Linked DNA regions of Sus scrofa: all the other regions are linked to region 2. The links are chromatin contacts, called in public HiChIP or PLAC-seq and promoter capture Hi-C maps. All regions are on one chromosome and are shown on one strand. The core of a region is the stretch at or near the end of the contact, and the rest is flanking DNA. Distances in the headings are between cores, read along the strand shown. Region 1 holds the start of PDAP1 (28 kDa heat- and acid-stable phosphoprotein). Region 2 holds the start of LOC110259856 (cytochrome P450 3A29-like). Region 3 holds the start of ATP5J2 (ATP synthase, H+ transporting, mitochondrial Fo complex subunit F2).

What was found. Promoter capture Hi-C pulls out the DNA fragments that hold promoters and counts their contacts. HiChIP or PLAC-seq counts read pairs in DNA pulled down with a chosen protein or histone mark.
Region 1: an H3K27ac HiChIP or PLAC-seq map of alveolar macrophages shows a contact between it and region 2. The contact joins the promoter of PDAP1 here to the promoter of LOC110259856 in region 2. A contact is called at or near these places in 1 of 5 promoter capture datasets (liver), 3 of 47 Hi-C or Micro-C datasets (embryonic fibroblasts, retroperitoneal adipose tissue and subcutaneous adipose tissue) and 1 of 2 datasets of contacts at active chromatin or transcription factors (alveolar macrophages).
Region 3: a contact with region 2 is called in a promoter capture Hi-C map of liver, with 4 times the contacts expected there. The contact joins the promoter of ATP5J2 here to the promoter of LOC110259856 in region 2. A contact is called at or near these places in 1 of 5 promoter capture datasets (liver) and 1 of 2 datasets of contacts at active chromatin or transcription factors (alveolar macrophages).

What each region holds. Positions count from the first base shown.
Region 1 is chr3:6,353,621-6,357,838 of Sscrofa11.1, reverse strand. PDAP1 (28 kDa heat- and acid-stable phosphoprotein) reads left to right here and starts at 2,626. Exons shown (of 6, transcript XM_005661875.3): 1 at 2,626-2,731. The coding sequence starts at 2,719. It overlaps BUD31 (protein BUD31 homolog), which reads right to left and starts at 2,590. Exons shown (of 6, transcript XM_003124311.4): 1 at 2,260-2,590; 2 at 1,136-1,244; 3 at 182-304. The coding sequence starts at 275.
Region 2 is chr3:6,788,195-6,792,891 of Sscrofa11.1, reverse strand. It overlaps LOC110259856 (cytochrome P450 3A29-like), which reads right to left and starts at 3,164. Exons shown (of 13, transcript XM_021086162.1): 1 at 2,427-3,164; 2 at 1,548-1,641; 3 at 1-21. The coding sequence starts at 2,497.
Region 3 is chr3:6,394,999-6,399,453 of Sscrofa11.1, reverse strand. ATP5J2 (ATP synthase, H+ transporting, mitochondrial Fo complex subunit F2) reads left to right here and starts at 2,603. Exons shown (of 4, transcript NM_001097464.1): 1 at 2,603-2,624. The coding sequence starts at 2,612.

The DNA.
Region 1 (4,218 bases), core at 1,377-3,876, 430 kb after region 2:
TCTTACTTTCTGGCATTGATAGCATTCCTGTGAATTAATAAGCAAACAAAATAGCATCAAGAGGCCACAGTGGTGCAGCCTGTCTCTTCCCATTTATACCTGGGTTTATGCCTGGCCCCACAGGCATCAAAGCCTGTGGCCCTTGGACAGAGCCCATCCAGACAGGAACTCCCCCACTTACCTTCTCTCATCTTTTGATCTAATTCATCCAGTGTTGGCTCAATCAACTCCCAGCCATCTGGGGGAGCTTTCCGGCTTCTTTTGACTTTAGGCATTTTTTCTCCAGAAGATAATTTGCAAAGATCTATGGGGGGAAAATATTAAATGTATTGGTTTCTGAGCCTCAGATCCCCAAGGGACTTCACAAGCCACAACTTTGGTGCACATTCATGTTCCTAAATCTGTTTTCTCATGTGCAAATAGGGGATAACAGAATCTAATTTATAGGGCTTTTGTGAAGACATAATTATAGGTACTATGCCTGGCATTTAATGTGTGCTTCAGACGTTTTGACTGTTAGCATTAACTGATATCAACTATGAACAGCTCTCTGTACTGGGAAACACGGAACAAAAAATAAGATGCACACTCTGTCCCTGAGAAGGTGATAGTCTAGCAAGGACATAAAAAGTGAAAAAGGAGCAGTTCCCTGGTGGTGTCACTGCTGTGGCACAGGTCGCTGCTGTGCTGTGGGTTCAATCCCTAGCCTGGGAACTTACACAGGAAACCTCTATCCCTGGCCAAAAAAAGTTAAAAGGGGAATTACAACACAGTGTGAGGAAGACTATGATTGAGAGAGTAAGGAACGTAAGTGTTTAAAAAGGAAAAAGTGAGGAGTTCCCGTCGTGGTGCAGTGGTTAACGAATCCGACTAGGAACCAGGAGGTTTCCAGTTCGATCCCTGCCCTTGCTCAGTGGGTTAACGATCTGGCGTTGCCGTGAGCTGTGGTGTAGGTTGCAGATGCGGCTCAGATCCCACGTTGCTGTGGCTCTGGCATAGGCTGGCAGCTACAGCTCCGATTCGACCCCTAGCCTGGGAATCTCCAAATGCTGCGGGAGTGGCCCAAGAAACGGCAAAAAGACAAAAAATTAAAAAAAAAAAAAAAAAAAAGGAAAAAGTGTAAAACCAAAGTTACCTTAGGGTCTCTTTCCCAAGATCTCTGGCCTCTTCAGTTACAGGCTTAGGTTCTTGACCAGCTGTGACTTTGGGGTAGGTTACATTCCCTTTCTGGCACTTCCTCTTGTCTGTAAAACGAGGGAGGTGTATCATCGGGATTGCCAAGGTCTCTTTTGAACCCAACAAGCATACTACAGAAAGGCAAGTCATGTAAAGCCCATACAATGGACCACTCCAAATCTTACATAGGAAATCATTATCAAACCACATAGCATCTCTTGGCTGGCAAAGAAAACTCAGGTTAGTTATCTTTTATTTTTAAGCATACCAGACTCCCCTCTCCCAAATTCGTTCAGTTACTTGTAGGCCTGACAAGTTCACAAAGCCCCGCCCCCCGTCCTTTCAAGAATTCTCAGAAACAACCTTACAGATGAGGACCGATTAACAAGAGGAAAACTCAGGATCGCACAGGCCTGAGAACTAGCAGAGTCTGACTCTGTCAGGGGCTCCTGACTCTCAGATCAGAGGTCTCTGTACTGGTCTCCCCGCTCGGAAGCTAGAGATGGATGGAATCTGGTCCGTGTCCCAACGCGCACCGGCTGGGAGGACAAACACAGAGGAATGACCGCTTTGCTGTGACCCAGGAGATTTGAGGGCCTGGTCCAGCCTGGGAGTCAGAGGAGGCCTCCCAGGGGAGGCAACAAATAAGAGGTAACTAGAGCAAGAAGCAGCAGGTGTGGGGCGGTAAAGAGGTGGTAGCGCTCGGGAGAGGCGACGAGCGGAAAGGCGTTCAGAGGAAGGGAGGAAGACCTTACAGCCCGGGTAGTTAAGAAAGGCTCAGAAAGACGACAGCTTCTGAATCGGGCTTACAAAAATAAGCAATATTTAAAAAAAAACGTTCTCGGCGGAAAGCATGGGGAAAAAAAGGGAAAAAAGCCTAAAAGAGAACCCCCAAACCTCCCATCCTTCCGGCCAAACCAGCAAGGAGCCGCCTCTTCTCGGGAACTCACGTCGACCGCTTGGTCCAGAGGCCCGAACCCATCCCAGTTCAGCTGTTTAGATCGCTCTCTGGGCCAACGCAGACCTCCGATCCCCGGCCCCAGCCGCTACCAAGACACCCGAGAACAGAGTAAAAACACACACCAAAACCTCCGTCGCCGTCGGCTACCCCTTCTTTAACCAACGCCTCGGCTTCCCAGGCGATCACTTCAGGATGAGGTCCTCGCAGAGCCCCGCCCCAACAGGCGTGGAGATTGCGCTGTTTTCTTAGGTGTCCGCATCTCTGCCTGTATAGAATTCCAGAGCCGCTCTTTCCTTTTGCCCTCGCTTCCCGGGGGTGACTGGCAGGCTCACGCGCCTCCCCTGGCCGGGGGTAGAGGGACTACGAGCTCTGTTGCCCGGCAGCGGGCGGGCGAGCCCCGGCTCAGGCGGCGCGTGGGACAGTCTGGCCTCCCTGAGGTCCCCGGTCCTCGCGGCGGCGGCGGGGCGTGAAGGGAGGGCGGGGTGGGGGGGGGAACTGGCCGGGCGGAAGAAGTCGAGCCCGAGGCATTTCCGGTTCCGGTGTCAGTTCGAGGCGCCGCCGCCGCAGCCGCCGGAGCCGAGATGCCTAAAGGAGGTGAGGGGCGGGCGCGCGTGGCCGGAGGGCCTAGTGGAGCTGCCCGAGTCAGGCTCCCGCTGTCCACTCAGCCCGCGGGCCTCTCGGCCAGCGGCGCAGAGAGAGGACGTCCGCGCCGACTGAGGGCCAGGCCTGGGCCTCGACGCCCAATTGTCCCACTGGGGAAACTGAGGACTGTGGGGGCCTCGAGCCACTCCCTCGGGGGTCCGAGGGAACTTGGAGGCTCTGGGTCCTCGCCGACGCGGAAGGCCGATCTAGAGCGCTCTTCTGGCCTGGGGGGTCTGGAGGTCCTCCCGCTTTCAGGCTCGCCGGAGACTGAGTCACCGCGTCCCGCGCCGGTGCCGGGCCCGCCTGCCTCGCGCATAAAACGTGGGCTCCGGGCTAGCCAGGCCTGCCTACTGCGACCTAACTTGATGTTCTTAAGCCTGCGAGACCTAGTTTTGACTGCTCTGTTCGGCAGCGGCTCGATGTGTGCCTTAGAGCCAGTTGGTTAACCTAACCGTGTCTTAGTATTGTCCCTTGGAGGTAGTGGTTAGGAGTGTACCTACCTCATAATACTGATGGGAGACTTAAACTAGGTTAGGTAACCCACGTGGAGGGTGCAGTACGGTGCAGGACAGTCTTTAAGTGCCCCGTTAGCATTAACTATTGTTATTTGTAAGACTTTGCCAGTTCTTCGGCCAAGAAGGTAAAGCATCCCTGGCTTCCCAGTCCATTGTAGACGGTCCTCCATCCTCTTCCCCGTAAGAGTCAACAGCTCTTGACTTGAAGCCCAGCTGTGTTACTATCTAATCTTGTGGCCTTGAACAAGTTATTTAACTTTTTCCAGCCTGTTTTCCCCATCTGGAACACCTGTCTAATAATTCTTAGCTTGGAGAATTGGGGCCGGGGTCATAAAACTATAGAGCACGCATGGTGCCTGGCCACCTTCTGCATGGAACAGATGTTCAGTTAATATTGGTCGCTTGTGTGTCATGTTGATTAAGATGCATCAGCCCACAGGAAGATCTGCTTGGAGTCTTTTCAAACCTAAATGATTTCCTGATTCTCTACTCCCAGAGATAATTGGGGTTTACAGTGCTGAATCCCTTTAAACCTAGCTCTCTACTGGTTTATTCCATGGTAGGAAAAAGCCATGTCTCTTGTGTTCCTCAGTCTCCTGCAAAAGGAGGGTACTCCATGAGCTCTTCCAGCTCCAGAGTTCTGGTTTTAAGAGTCTTACTAGATAGATAATTTGCGTTAAGGTGGGGCGGTCACAGTTAGGAAACCCTAAATATGGGAGTTCCCAACCTGGCTCAGTGGTTAACGAATCTGACTGGGAACCATGAGGTTGCGGGTTCGACCCTTGGCTTTGCTCAGTGGGTTAAGGATCCGGCGTTGCCATGAGCTGTGGTGTAGGTTGCAGACTCGGCTCGGATCCCACCTTGCTGTGGCTGTGGTGTAGGCCGGCAGGTACAGCTCTGATTAGACCCCTAGCCTGGGAACCT
Region 2 (4,697 bases), core at 1,915-4,414:
ATTGTCAAAATCCCAAATCCCCTGTAAGAAAAAAATTGGACTGTTAGTTGAAATGTACTGATCCCTACATACATCTAATTGGGACAAAAATGATTTGAATCACATCAAATCAGGCTTACTATTTTTCACTGGCAAGGGGAAAGAAGATAAAAGAGGCAAGATTTTTTAAACAGAGTTTAAAGTCATTCTTACCCTTGTCTGTGAATACTGAGTAAATCCTTATTTTTCTGAAGTGTTTTTGCTTGTGTTAAGTGTTGTCTCTCAAATCTCGTAACTCTGAGTTAATTTTCCACGGACACATGAAAAAACTGAAGCTGAGAAAAAGTATAATTTTTCCTGCACACACCTTCATTTCCTAGTTAAACATCCTTTTTACGTACCTCATGAGCCCTCTCTAGAATTCTAGAAGAATTAGAAAGTTAAACCATCAGTGACCAGCGACGTCTTAGTCTAGCAGATTTAAGTAAGGCTAAGGCATGTGTGTTGAGTGAGAAAGTGAGCGAGTGAATAAGTGGCAAAGTGGACTTGATTTTGAGTTTTCCAGCTCAACACGGAAAAGATGGGGAGATGCCACAGCTCCACAAAGGATAGCGAGGATTAAAGCACTTGCTCTGAGTTTTCACTCCTGAAACTTAAGAAGAATTTTCTTGTCACTAGGTTTCTGCTGTGATTTTTTTCTTTTTCCCTTTTACAGTTGCACCTGCAGCATACGGAAGTTCCTGGACTAGGGGTCAAAATCTGAGCTGCAGCCACAGCTTACACCATAGCCATGGCAACTCAGGTACCAAGCGGCATCTGTGACCTATGTTGCAGCTTGTAGTAATGCCAGATGCTTAACCCACTAAACGAGGCCAGGGATCGAACCCCCATCCTCACAGAGACAACAATGTCAGCTCTTTCACCTGCTTAGCCACATGGGAACTCCTCTGCTGTGATATTCGATGGTTTAACTATGAAAATGAAGGTCCCAGAACTGCAGGTCTTGGGGTACATCTACTAAAGAGTTCATTTGGAAAGCAGGGGTGACAAGGAAAATATTGCTTCTGAGGGAAAGAAGTTCAGGAAGTTCTCAGGCAGTAATGAGACAAGGAGAGCCTCGGTTGGGAGAATCAGGATATGAAGTATGAACTCTTATGCTTATGGCTATAGTTTATGCTACCAACAGGAACGTTTGACTCTAGTGCACACAACTTAATGAAACCAGGCACCCATGTAATGCTCTTCTTCTAAAGGCGATTGTCCCTGCCTGGGAACCTGCATCTGGGAGAAAGAAAATCCTGTTCACAAAAATCACAAGTTGGAACTTCAAGTCCTGTGCTGAATCAGCCAGAGAGCTGAGCTGTCTGAGGGAAAAGCTGAGGTTCCTAACAGCTGACAATGCATCTGTGGGGTAAATGTGGCCATGTGCTGCGCAAGGGCCATGGTGCCCTTTCTGGAAAGTGTGAAACCTCAGAACTTCCTCTTCCTGAGGAGAGGAACTTTTACTGAGGAACTTGGCTGGAATTGGCAACTGTAAGAAGCAAAGAGGGAGCTCAAATAACACATACCTTACGGTAGGCCAGAATATTTCCAAAATAAGGCACAGGTGTCGGCCCAGGAATCCCCAGCTTCTTAAAAAATCCATGTGAATAAGTCCCATATCTACAAAATCAAAGAGAAAACCAGGTCACAGGGACTGAGGAACAGGTGCTGGGGCTGGCTAGTCAGTGACTCAGACCTGCAATCATCAACCTCAGAGGTAACATGTAGGCAATAAGCAATTAGTAACTCAAAAAGGAATAATTACATTCACTCTTCATCTCATTTCCCACCACTATGAGATCCATCAAAGGTAATAATGATTAGCTAAAAGCAGCTGAAGTCTAAAAGGTCCCAATCCTAGAACAAATATTTCATATATGTTTCCAGTTTGAGTGCTCCTGAGTTCAGGCTGGTGTTCTTCCAGAAAACTAATGTTAAGAGTTACTTGATTCTGCCATAATTTGGAGATTCTCATTCTAGGTAGAAATGAGAAAAAAAATTCTGTACCACTGAAAGCTCTAGCAACTTTTTCTCAGTTAACTTTGATCTTCAAAACAGACAGAGATAGTGAGACAGTGAGACACCAATATCACTTGCTATCACTCATATGTGGAATCTAAAAAAAAAAAAAAAAAAAAAAAAAGGATGCAAGAACTTCTTTGCAGAACAGATACTGACTCACAGACTTTGAAAAACTTATGGTTTCCAAAGGAGACAGGTTGGGGGTGGGGGGATGGCTGGGGGTTTGGGATGGATATCCTATAAAATTGGGCGGTGATGATCATTGTACAACTATAAATGTAATAAAATCCATTGAATAATTAAAAAAAAAACAGGGAAAGGAGGACCTATTTAGCACCCCAAGCCCAAGGCTATGGAGGAGACAGGTCTGGACAGTTACTCACAGATAGAGGAGCACCAGGCTGGTAACCAGGAGAAGCCAAGTTTCCACAGAAAAACTTGGAATCAGGTCCATGGCCACCGTCCTCTGGGGTTCCCTCCTCTGAGTGTCCCTTCAGCTGTGTGTGCTGCTCTGAGAGTGTGGAGGTCCCCTTGCTGCCCACTAGAGAGTCATTGGGGCTGGAGGTTTAAGTGCTGGGAAAGGAGGTGGGGCTGGAGCTGCAGCCAATGGAAGAGCCCCCTGTGTTCCACCTGCAGGAGCCCCTCCTGCCTTGAGCGCTGGCAAAACATCATGGACACTCCAGTTAGTCCTCCCTTGAGTTCATATTCTATGGGAATTCAATAACAACTCAGTCAGGGTTATCAGTAATCCCAAGCATTACAGAAACTCACATAAAACCACAGGCTATTAATCTCCTCTAAAATGCACTTGTCTCCATACCTGCCCACATGTTAAAATACTTGAAATTCTTTTGACAATCTAGATCGACAGATCTTTACCCATGCAGTTTCCTCTGCCTAGAAATTCCCTTGTTTTCTCTCTACATCCACTGCTCATCCTTTAAATCCCAGCTCAGACATAACCCCCTGTCTTAGAAATTTCCTAACCAACCTCCTCAACCAGATAGAAGCATTTCCTTTGCTGGGGTCTTCTGTCCCCTGCACACAAATCTATTGCCTCCAGCACCATTGCTGGTTTCCTCACCACTCTGTCCCCTCACCAGATGGAGAGTTTGGGCACAGTCTGGGTATCAGTTGCAGTTATAGCCCTGGTACCCAGCACGGTGCTTTCTACAGAGTGGGAATCAGAAAGGTTGGTGGAATTGTGTTGCTGGAAGTAAGACCACCAGGTCACCGCATGACTTTTTCAAGTGACTCATTGGTGACCACACCATCTTCCTGGATTGTTAGTACACCAGGAGTCCCGGCTGGGCCTCAGCCATCATCACTGCACATCCATGAGGATCCATCAGGATTCTGTTGACAAGAGGGCTCCAGAAGGAGAGGCAGAACATGGGGGAGATGGTGATGGTTGCATCAAGGGGTATCAATTCAGGACAATTGCTGTCCTGCCCTCAGAGTGTCCTGCCATAGACAGCAAGTTAGAAAGATTCTAGAGCAAAGAATGGCCCCTCTCTCTGGAAAGGCTGCAAGTCCAAGATCAATGGGTGTAAAGAGAGTGAAGAAAGGAAAGCAGCCTGGTGGCCAAGTGGACCCCAAACTCCTTATCTACCAGTGATGTGATACTTACCAGAGCAGATGGCTCCCTGCTTTTTTGATAAGTAGGGGATTTTTAATGGGTTTGAGAACTGGTAAGGAGAAGGCCTATAGCAGAAGTTGGTATCATCTGTGAGCCCCACCCCATTCCTGAAGAAACCTGAAAATTGAGGCTCTGGAAATTACATGACCTCATTGTCATGACTCTGATCCATGTCCTGTGTCTCCTTGGCCTGAGAAACCATGAATTATGTGAAAAAAATCACAAAGATTCTTAAACTCAATGGAAACACATGACATTTAAGCTGTGTGTGTGTGCTTCCTTCTTGCTTCATCCTTTCTCACTTCAGACCTTCTGCAGAAAGAGAGACCTCCATCCCTCTAGTCTGTTAGTCCCTTGGACTTCTGAACAATAGCCTGAATGAGTGGGTGTCTCATTGATAAATTGCAGTGAGTCCCAGCTATGTCATCTGCTTTCTTTATTTCCTTGGGAGCTTATCTCACAGCATGAAATTTCTACCATCATAGTTAGTCATCTTTGCGTTCATACTTTCTCCAGGAAGCACCTGCTAAGTGAAATGCATGAACACATCTATTCATCCGTTCATTGACTCAAGGCCAAGTGGGTGAATGTCAGGTTGTCTAAAAGCCCATGTTTTCACATACGGGCTTGTCACATGCTTTCAAAGCTCTATATGCTTAGGACACAAAAATGACCAAGACTTAGACATTATTCAGGTTGAAGTTAGGGACACAAACAGGTAGTTTTAGAACAGCCAATGTGAAGTAGTGACACAGGTATGAGAACACAGTGTCTCATCAACGTAAATGGCCTATCTTCTTTCTTAGTTCTTGGCAATCAGTCAAAGGTGAAAATCAAATAACACTCAGGGAAGCATTAGGCTCAGACATCAGTACAGGTAAACAGGTTGTCAGAGACTCAATGATGCAAGAAGCACAATAAGCCTGCTATTCCTTTCCCGTTATGCTGTTAGCCAAGTGACTCCTCTTCCGGGAAGGCTGTCCTGACTTCCACTTCCACTGGCTCAAAGAATTGA
Region 3 (4,455 bases), core at 1,354-3,853, 390 kb after region 2:
ACCTCTATAGCCACTGGCCAGACCCCTGGGTGGTAACATTTGATAGCACCTGAAATTGTCTGGAGGGAGGGGCAGTCTTGCAGGAAAGAGTCCTTAACCTCTCGAGTCCAACACTACCTCCTGGTAGATAATGTCAGAATTGAACTGAGCTGAATTGTATGACACAGCAGGAGCACACACGCCACGCTTTTTTTTTTTTTTTTTTTTTTTTTTGCTTTTTAGGGCCGCACCTGCTGCATATGGAAATTCCCAGGCTAGGGGTCGAAATAGAGCTGCAGCTGCCGGCCTAAACCACAGCTCAGGGCAAAGCTGGATTCTTAACCCACTGAGCAAGGCCAGGGATCAAACCCAAGTCCTCATGGATACTAGTCAGGTTCATTAGTGCTGAGCCACAATGGGAACTCATACTTTAAATGATGTGAAAGTATAATTTGACTTCAAAGTAAACATTCAACAGTGAAACAGCCCTTTCTGATGACCCCCCCGCAAGGCCTCAGACCCCGTGACCCTGTTCATTGCAAGAATTTTCAGGCCGCTGCCCTTCCTGGGCAGCCCCCTACTCCTTTCTAGGAATATGGAGATCCTGCTCAGCACTAGGCCCTGGCACCTTCCCAGCTCTGTTGTGTGGTGCCACATGTACATCTGGGCTCCATTTGCACTTCTGGCTTGGGTCCAACTCCTGGTTCTCCCAGGAGCTGTTGCCCATTTCTGGTGTCTGTAGTCCCACCCAAAAGAGGCCCAGGCCCTGGTGCCCTGAACCCCAGGCTGCCCATCTAAGAGCCTCACACCCCTTGGGCTCCCTTTCTCAAGGATCTATATTTTATTGTAAAATTTACCTCTCCCTCACTAAGGAGTTCATACTCATCTGTCTACTCAGCTGTCTGGAATGCAGAGACCATGTTTGAATGATTTCTATGCCTGTAGTGCCCAGTACATAGCAATGTGCATTTGGTGAATGAATAAGTGACTGACAAAAAGAAATGAGTTTGGGGAGTTCCCTTGTGGTGCAGCAGGTTAAGGTTCAGGCCTGGTCACTGCAGCGGATTGGGTCACTGCCGTGGGGTGGGTTCTTCCCAAGAACTTCCATATGCTGTAGGTACAGCCGACAAAAATGAATTTGAGGAGTTCCCGTCGTGGCGCAGTGGTTAACGAATCCGACTAGGAACCATGAGGTTGCGGGTTCCATCCCTGGCCTTGCTCAGTGGGTTAATGATCCGGCGTTGCCGTGAGCTGTGGTGGAGGTTGCAGACGCGGCTCGGATCCTGCGTTGCTGTGGCTCTGGCGTAGGCCGGTGGCTACAGCTCCGATTCAACCCCTAGCCTGGGAACCTCCATATGCCGCGGGAGCGGCCCAAGAAATAGCAACAACAACAACAACAAAAAAGACAAAAAAAAAAAATGAATTTGATAATTAAGTCCCCCAAGTCACTTTCGTGAGGAAGGCATCAGTTCACTGGTCCAATTCCTACTATCCACTCAGCTCTTAATCCTTTATTTTGACACACCTTGTTTCATTTGTTTCCTACAACAAGGATGCCAGGCAAGTGTTACATGCCTATTTTACAGAGAAGAAAACTGAGATTCAAGAGATCAAAGCATCTCACCCAAGTCAGAATTGCTTAACCAGGAGTAGTTATTGTGGCCTTTGCATCACTGTGCTGGAAAAGAAGTGGCAGAAAGGACTGGAGCTGTGGACACCTTCTGTCCTTAGCATTCCCAGAGCCTGGACATGGACAGGTACTCTTTACCCCAGAGCTTTTAACCCACTGCACCAATCAAACAGTGGGGATCAAACTTGAACTAGAACCTCCATAGCGACCCCAGCCACTGCCGAAGGATTTCCTCTCTCTCTCTCTCTCTTCTCCACCTCCCCCTTCCCCCTTTTTAGGGCTGCACATTGCGGCATGTGGAAGTTCTCAGGCTAGGGGTTCAATTGGAGCTGCAGCTGCCAGCTTATGCCCCAGCCACAGGAATGCCAGATCTGAGCCACATCTGCGACCTACACTACAGCTTGCAGTAGCCATGGATTCCCAACCCACCGAGCAAGGCCAGGGGTCAAACGCGAATCCTTGTGGATAGGATGAGGGTTCTTAACCAGCTGAGCCACAGTGGGAACTCCCTGCAGTGGGATTCTTAAACCACTAAACCACAGAGGGAACGCCTGCAGGTACTCTTGAATCAAACCCATTTAGAGCCTAACTCTGGACACCGGCTTTTCCTGGTGACTGGGGATCCCCTGAGAGTCAGAGTTTAAGTCCCATCAAACACAGCTGAGAGGAAGGGTCCTAAGGCGCCCTCGTCATGTTTCACAACAAATTTAAGGTGATAGAGAGTTAGGATGCTCTTTCCTCACTTTCCTCTCTGGGGGTCCTACCAGCCTCCTTCCTCCTAACTACCATCCCCACCTCCTCACCCCGCCGGTCCCTAAAAGCTGGACCCAGGTCTTTGCCCTCCAGGGACTTAGCCCTTTTTCCCAGGGCGGACTTGCAACCCCAGCTTCGTCCCAGTCGCGACCTGCCTCCCGTGAGCCTCTGCTCCGGGGCCCCAGGGCGCATGCTCCTTACCCAGCAGCCCTAGCGCGACACGGCCAAGCGGACAGCCAGGACTCCAAGATGGCGTCAGTTGGTGAGTCTCCGGTTCTGGCTCTGGTTAGGGCCCTCAGGTTGAAGGCAGGAGTCGGGGTCTAGGGTTCAGTGCTCAGAGCCGCACCGGGAGGGGAAGGACCGAGTGCCGGAGCGGCCTGCCTTTCCCTCAGAGCCTTCTCCGCGCCCTCACTGGAGGCGCACGAGAGCTTTGCCCAGGTCCTGCGCCGCCCGACCCTTCGCTGCTCGCCCCGCCGCGCCTCCGGCCTGCCCAGGGACCGCGCCACTCGGCTGCGGCAGGGAAAGTGACGGCAGCCCAGAGACGCGCTTTGGGGCTTGGGAATGCGCGGCTTAGAGCCACCCTCCCTCACCCCGCTGAGGAATAGCGGCGCTCATCTCCGCTTTGCACCTGAGCTCAACCCCTGGCGCTTTGTAGCTGAGCTCTCGGCGCAAAGCTGAAGTTCAGCTTCTAGGAGGAGCTGTTACCTAGGGCGGTGGGCACCTGGCACCACGTAAGGCTCAACGCGTGTATTTGTTGAGTAGGCTTAGCGAGGTGAGGTGACCTATTCAAGGTCACAACTAGTGAGTGAGTGGGCTGAGCTGGGATTCCAACCTAGGCTTCTGCGTCTCCGTGGTAAACTGAGCTTTAATCACAAGAATGACTTTATGGCCAGCAGGCTTTTCGGTGATCTGCGTGTGTAAATCTACACTCGTCAGACTGTCCACATTGATTTTTAAAAAAATATGGAAACCACCATGTTTTAGCCCCGGATCCTGATGGTAGCCTTGTCAGGAAGTCGTTGCCAGGAACGTTGATCCCATTTTAAGGATGGGGGAAATAACAGTCAGAAATGTGTGGCTTGCCTGCGGTCACACCGCATGATAGTGAGAGTTTTGTCTAATCCTGTATCTTATCCCAGGTTTCTATATCTTAATCAGCCTGGAGAAATGAAAAGGGGATCAAAAAGGAAGAGGGGAGTTCCCATCGTGGCTCAGCGGTAGCAAACCCGACTAGTATCCATGAGGACTCGGGTTCAGTCCCTGGCCTTGCTCTGGATTAATGATCCACGGTCACCTTGAGCTGTGGTGTAGGTTGCAGACAGTGGCTTGGATCTGTCGTTGCTGTGGCTGTGGTATGGACTGGCAGCTACAGCTCTGATTAGACCCCTAGTCTGGGAACTTACATATGCCACGGGTGTGGCCTTAAGAAGACAAAAAAAAAAGAAGATGCTACTTATTTCCCATTTGTAAAAATGGGCATGAGAACATTTATCCAGGGTAGCCGTGTTGTTTAAACAGGACATGTGAAAAGGAAGCCTCGAGGCCTGGCATCTGATTTAAGCAGAGGATCGCAGTGGAGAGCACTGTGAACCAAAGGTTAAACAGTGTGTGTGAGGTGCTTGCAGCACTGCTTGGTCCACAGTTGGGTGCTAGTCATCTAGCTGTCCCTCTGTGACTTTTGGGCATCACCCAGGTGAAGGAATTGGTGTCCAGATACTGATGGTGTTTATTTTATTTATTTTCCTTTTTTGGGCTGCACTTGTGGCATATGGAAGTTCCCTGGCTAGGGCTCAAATTAGAGGTATAGCTGCAGCAGGCCTTTGCCACAGCCTCAGCGGCAACAACAGATCGAGCCGAATCAGCATGTCAGTGCTGGATCCTTAGCCCACCAAGGGAGGCCAGGGATCAAACGTGCGTCCTCACGGAGGCTATGTCAGGTTCTTAACCTGCTGAGCCACAATGGGAACTCCTGGTGATCTTTTAGATGGAGTCTTTTGTCAGAATATAAAGCCAGTAGTTCATTAGCAAATAAATAACAGTAACAGAGGAGGTTGAGATCAGCAAAGTATTGCCAATGGGCTGGATTTACTGTG